Linked DNA regions of Ovis aries: region 1 is linked to region 2. A link is a contact called in public Hi-C data. All regions are on one chromosome and are shown on one strand. Each heading gives the region's core, a stretch centred on a gene start, on an enhancer-like site or on the middle of the called end of the contact. The rest is flanking DNA. Distances are from core to core; before and after follow the strand shown.

Region 1 (2,913 bases), core at 181-2,680, 73 kb after region 2:
GCACTGTACAGTAAATCCTTGTTGTTTATTTTATAATATGTAGCAGTGCATGCGTGCTCAGTCACTCAGTTGTGTCTGAATCTTTGCAACACCACGGACTGCAGCCCTCCAGGCTCTGCTGTCCATGGGATTTCCCAGGCAAGGAAAATGGGTTGCCATTTCCCACTCCAGAGTAACTTTCTGACTTAAGGATCAAACCCACGTCTCCTGTGTTGGCAGATTCTTTACCACTCTGCCACCTGGGAAGCCCATTATGTAGTAGTGTGTATCTGTTAATCCCAAACTCCTAATTTATCCCTCCCCTGTCACTTTCCCCTTTGGTTACCATAGTTTTTTTTGTTGTTGTTTTTTCAAAATCTTTGAGTTGGCCTCTGTTTTGTAAATAAACTCATTTGTATCATTTTCTTTTTTTACATTCTACATGTAAGTAATATAATATGATATTTGTCTCTCTCTCTCTGACTTCACTTCAGGGGATAATCTCTAGGTCCATCCATGTTGCTGCCAGTGGCATCATTTCGTTCTTTTGTATGGCTGAATATCATTCAGTTGTATGTATGTACCACTTCTTTATCCCTTCCTCTGTCCGTGGACATTTAGCTTACTTCCATGTCTTGGCTGTTGTGAATAGTGCTGCTTTGAACATTGGGGTACATGTAACTTTTCTAGTTAATTTTCACCTTTTCCAGATATATGCCTAGTAGCAGGATCGCCGGATCATATGGTAACTATATTTTTAGTTTCGAATATTGATTTTAAGCAAGAACGTGTCTTTTCTTTCTTTCATATTTGTGTGTTTATTTGGCTGTCTCGGGTCCTAGTTGCAGCACACAAGGGCTTAATTGTCCAACGGCATGTGGTTTCGAATCTCCCCGACCAGGGACCAAATCCTCATTGCCGCTTTGGAAGGCGGACTCCCAACCACTGAACCACCAGGGAAATCCCAAGAGTATGTTTTTGATCAGATCTTTGAGTGCAGGTTCTCCCAGGCTTACCACTGACTACTGGTTCAGCCAGGGGTGATGGAGTGGTTTCTTAGGATTTTCAAGGACTGTAAGGAGATGCTCAAAGTGAGGGATTCAGCAGACACAGTGGGACAGGAAGCAGGCTCCACTTCAAGAAGCTAAGAGGCAAATCAGATGTTTGCAGAACCCAAAGAGCTGGAGGTATGGATTGAAGGTGGATATAAAGCTAAGAATCTGGGATGAAGTGGGATAAAGTGACCAGCTAGGAACGCACCCTCATCTCCCTAGGTTCCCTTTTCAGGATGTGAATTTGCCGTAAAGTGTAGGGTTTTCAGAAGAATGGATGAAGGGAAAGCAGCTCTTCCGGAACTTGGCTTGTTTTCTCTGTGATCTCCTGCTGGCTTCCCTGACCTTTGGCCACCACCCACGCCGTCATGGCTTCCACCTACCCCCATCCTAATCCAGTCAGTCGGCAGGCAAAGCTGATGACTCATGTTATTACTTAGAGTTCTATCTGGTGGAATAGAACTGGGTTCTGCAGCTGTGAAAACCTACTGGCTCCCTTGTGATACCGACTTGCCTTAACCTTATTAAAGCGTGCTGTTTCCCTGCTGTGTTCCCCAGGGCCCCCATGAAAGCTATTGGTGATTCATAGGATTTGGAAATGTGAAAAATGTCCCTGCAACAGACATGTGGGACTAACTTGTTAACGTTTCTACAGCAGTTTGTTTTGGGGAGATAAAATGTAGCCAAGGCACATGTCAGAGGTCAGAAAGGAAACAGGAGAGAAGTGATGAAGTTGTGATGATTCAGGCAAAAGGATGTTGAAGCCGAGAAATATTAGATGAAGCCTTTCGTGTATCTGATTCTTACCATGCTGGTGATGAGGTCGTGGAGGGCTGCTGAAGTCACTTCAGTTCAGTCGCTCAGTCGCTCTTTGTGACCCATGGACTGCAGCACACCAGGCCTCCCTGTCCATCACCAACTCCTGGAGCTTGCTCATGCTCATGTCCATCGAGTTGGTGATGCCATCCAACCATCTCATCCTCTGTCATCCCCTTTTCCTCCTGCCTTCAATCTTTCTCAGCATCAGGGTCTTTTCCAGTGAGTCAGCTCTTCACATCAGGTGGCCAAAGTATTGGAGCTTCAGCTTTAGCATCATTCCTTCCAGTGAATATTCAGGGCTGATTTCCTTTAGGATTGACTGGTTTGATCTCCTTGTAGTCCAAGGAGTTCTCAAGAGTCTTCTCCAGCACCACAATTCAAAAGCAGCAATTCTCCGCTGCTCAGCTTTCTTTATGATCCAAGTCTCACATCCATACATGACTACTAGAAAAACCATAGCTTTGACTATAAGGACCTTGGTTGGCAAAGTAATGTCTCTGCTTTTTAATATGCTGTCTAGGCTGGTCATAGCTTTTCTTCCAAGGAACAAGCGTCTTTTAATTTCATGGCTGCAGTCACCATCTGCAGTGATTTTGGAGCCCCAGGAAATAAAGTCTGTCATTATTTCCATTGTTTCCCCATCTACTTGCCATGAAGTGATGGGACCAGATGCCTTGATCTTTGTTTTTGGAATGTTGAATTTTAAGTCAGTTTTTTCACTCTCATCTTTCACTTTGATCAAGAGGCTCTTTAGTTCCTCTTCACTTTCTGCCATAAGGGTGGTGTCATCTGCATATCTGAGGTTATTGATATTTCTCCCAGCAATCTTGATTCCAGCTTGTGCTTCATCCAGTCTGGCATTTTGCATGATGTACTCTGCATATAAGTTAAATAAGCAGGGTGACAATATATAGCCTTGATGTACCCCTTTCCCAGTTTGGAACCAGTGTGTTGTTCCATGTCCAGTTTTAACTGTTGCTTCTTGACCCGCATACAGGTTTCTCAGAGGGCAAGTAAGGTGTTCTGGTATTCCCATCTCTTTAAGAATTTCCCACAGTTTTTT
Region 2 (2,993 bases), core at 145-2,644:
TGCCATCGTAATTAACAGTGGGTAGGAATAAAGTATTGTGTTTTTAGCCTATACCTACATACATGTATATGTCTGTATATATGTGTATGTACATGTATATGTATATATAAACATTTTATAGTTTCTAATAAGCAACAGTCAGCCTTCTCTAGTGTGGATACTTCTTTTTAGTTTTTATAAAAAATACATAGACTTTTTTTTTAATACATAGACTTTTAACAGAATAGTAGTGACATTATGTATGCGCGCTCAGTCATCGCAGTCGTGGCCGACTCTTTGCGACTCTATGGACTGTAGCCCACCAGGCTCCTCTGTCCACAGGGATTCTCCAGGCAAGAATACTGGAGTGGGTTACCATGCCCTCGTCCAGGGGATCTTCTTGACCCAGGGATTGAACCCACGTCTCCTGCGTTGCAGGCAGACTCTTAACACACTGAGCCACATTATAGAAGTTAAAATGTATTCTTAAGTTTGCTTTCATTGTCACATGTAATCTTCATACAACCTCACAAAGTAGCTCTAATTATTTCCTTTCCTAAGATGAGGAACCTGAGCCCTGGGAGAGAGTTAAATACCTTGCCTGAGATCACTTACTGTACATGACAAAGCTAGGATTTCAACCAGGTGTCTGTGACTGTAGATTCCAGTTGTGGACATGCATTTGGCAGGAGTTGATTCGGTTGAGGAAACAATATTTGGTGGCCAAACGGAGCCTTGCAGTTACTCCACAGTTTCTTTGTGCTGGTAGGTAGAGAGCTGTAATGTTAGGGTCCCAGGTTGACAAATGAGTGGTTTCTGCGTCCCCTCTCAGGGGCCTCGTGAATGGAGAACTCAAGCCTCTGTCTTTAATATGTGAAGAAGGAGTTTTGGATACCATTTTCTGGTCTCTGTTGACTATACTGAACGGTGCTTACTTATGTGAAAGCACTCCAAAATAATGTTTCCAAGGGAAAGTTTTCTCCCAGAGGTCATTGGAAACATTTTGAATGGCATTTTGAAAAGGCCTACCTATTAGGAAATAATGTTCTTGAGGACCAAAGGGTAAAAACAGTATTCCTTTGCTGAAGTCAAGCCAGCACACAGGGTGGGAATCAAGTCTCTCTCTTAATCTTTCATTCTTGTTTTTTATGCTGCTACTGGAGTGAGTTTCACGGTGGGAAGTAAGCTCCTTTTCCATCCACACATTCTACCTCAACCGGGTGGCCTTCTCATGTCTTCCCCTCTCTGCCCCCAGGAGGAAAATCAAAAGCTAGCTGAAGGCTGAGGTCAGTGCATAGAGTCCTCAGATGCCTTTGACGCCTCCCATCCACATTTTGTTCTCTCCCCTGCCCCACCTCTGAGTGTCCTGCGGAGAGGGCTAGAGGCTGCTTCCTGCAGCTCGACAGAAAGGCGCCTTCCTCCTCCTTGCAAGAGTCTCCAGAGGATGTCTGAGGGACAGAAGTTTTCCACACCCTGAGTTCATAGCATTTCCCAGGTTGCAGCGCTTGGGACGCCAGAGAGGAAGGGACCTGGGAGGTGAGATGGCCTGTGGCCCATGCACTCCCGCCCTGCCGTGCCTTTTGTGACACTCATTTTCACCTGCCCTCCCGAGTTTGGAGAGGCCATCAGAGACCTCTCTTTTACTGCTCTGTTTTTCCAACTGTGTGACACCAAAAAGGGATCTTGTATGATGCTTATGCGTTTGCAAAAGTCATTCCAGGGGAAATTCCAGATCTATGCAAAGGCAGCCTGGAAAAACATTGCCTCTTCCCTACTGAGGGGCAGCTGAGTTGCCTGGAAGTTCAAGGACTAGTCCAAGGTCATATGTGAGTTGACTGGAGCAGGAGACCTCTTCCTGTCCTCTTGTATAAATAAAACAGGGAAGCAACAAAATGAGGATTTTAATGTGTTTGTAGGAAAAGCATATGTTAGAAAACCAATAATGTCCTAAACTAAACAAAAATACTTGGGTCAAATTTTGACCAATGGATTGTGTGTGTTTGGGGGAGCTGAATGTCATAAGCAGTTTTGATGAAAATAATTCTTTTGCTCACCTAGGAGACAATAATACTTCTATTTCTTACACCTTTTGCTCAAGGGTCAGAAAGTCAAATTGAACCCAGGCATGTCTTGGAGGTTCTGCAGGTTTGGTTCCAGACCATAAGAATAAAGCAAGTTATACAGATTTTTTGCTTTCCTTGTGCATATAAAAGTTACATTTACATTATGATGTCATCTATTAAGTGCACAATAGCATTACATCTGAATAAAAAAAAAAAAGAAATGCAAACCTTAATTTTTTAAAAGGCTGTTGAAAAGTGGCCCAATAATAGACTTGCTTGACAGAGTTGCCACAAACCTTCCATTTGTAAAAACAGCAGTATCTGTGAGATACAGTAAAGCAGGGTCTGTCTGTAGTGTTTCCTGTTTGAGGTTAGACATAGGAGTGGCTAAAATCTGCTTATATTAACCAGTATCTGCCATGTTTTTATTTTCATCGGTCTTTGATAAGGCAGCTTGATGTTTCATTCAATTCTAGATTTCGTTTGTTTCTCTGTCAGGGTGGACTGTAATATGAGTGAATAGTTTCTGTACCATCCCTCACTATTCCCTTTATTTCTAACTTAAAGTTTTGTAGCACTACAGTTTTGCACAGTATTTTATCTTTCCTGAGCTATGACACTGTAGAACCTAGGGCGAAAGCCATGGATTGGGGAGAGGTGCTTACTGTCATAGAATAGGCTTTGCAGACACATGTGGAAGACTTGATGAGCATGTCAGTCTTGAATGGTGGAGATACGGAGGCAGGTGCTATTTTAGGTTTGTAACCAAGTATTTTTGCCTTGAAAAAGTAAGTTTAAAAGGAAGCAAGTTATATAATTTTAAACCATCTTCTTCACTTAGCGGAAAAAAAAAAAATGAGACTCGGAAAAACAAGGAACCTTAAAGTTGGTTTAAGATGGATTCCTCTCTTGAAATCATTTTCCTAATCTATTGAGTTATCATCTAAGAAA

The links. A called contact is a pair of places that touch in the nucleus more often than the background predicts.
Region 1: a contact with region 2 is called in a Hi-C map of liver, with 2.3 times the contacts expected there. The contact joins two enhancer-like sites. A contact is called at or near these places in 4 of 16 Hi-C or Micro-C datasets (hypothalamus, liver and tail adipose tissue).

What each region holds. Positions count from the first base shown.
Region 1 is chr26:23,118,776-23,121,688 of ARS-UI_Ramb_v3.0, forward strand. All of the region lies in intron 2 of LOC121818076 (a long non-coding RNA gene), which reads left to right. Among named protein-coding and RNA genes, the nearest start is that of TRMT9B, 99 kb to the right of the region's middle. Within about 2 kb of position 1,431, at least 2 of the 54 cell types and tissues checked have an H3K27ac peak or open chromatin away from gene starts, as enhancers often do. A contact at or near this core is called in liver, where this site is marked.
Region 2 is chr26:23,045,422-23,048,414 of ARS-UI_Ramb_v3.0, forward strand. All of the region lies in intron 5 of DLC1 (DLC1 Rho GTPase activating protein), which reads left to right. Among named protein-coding and RNA genes, the nearest start is that of TRMT9B, 170 kb to the right of the region's middle. Within about 2 kb of position 1,395, at least 3 of the 54 cell types and tissues checked have an H3K27ac peak or open chromatin away from gene starts, as enhancers often do. A contact at or near this core is called in liver, where this site is marked.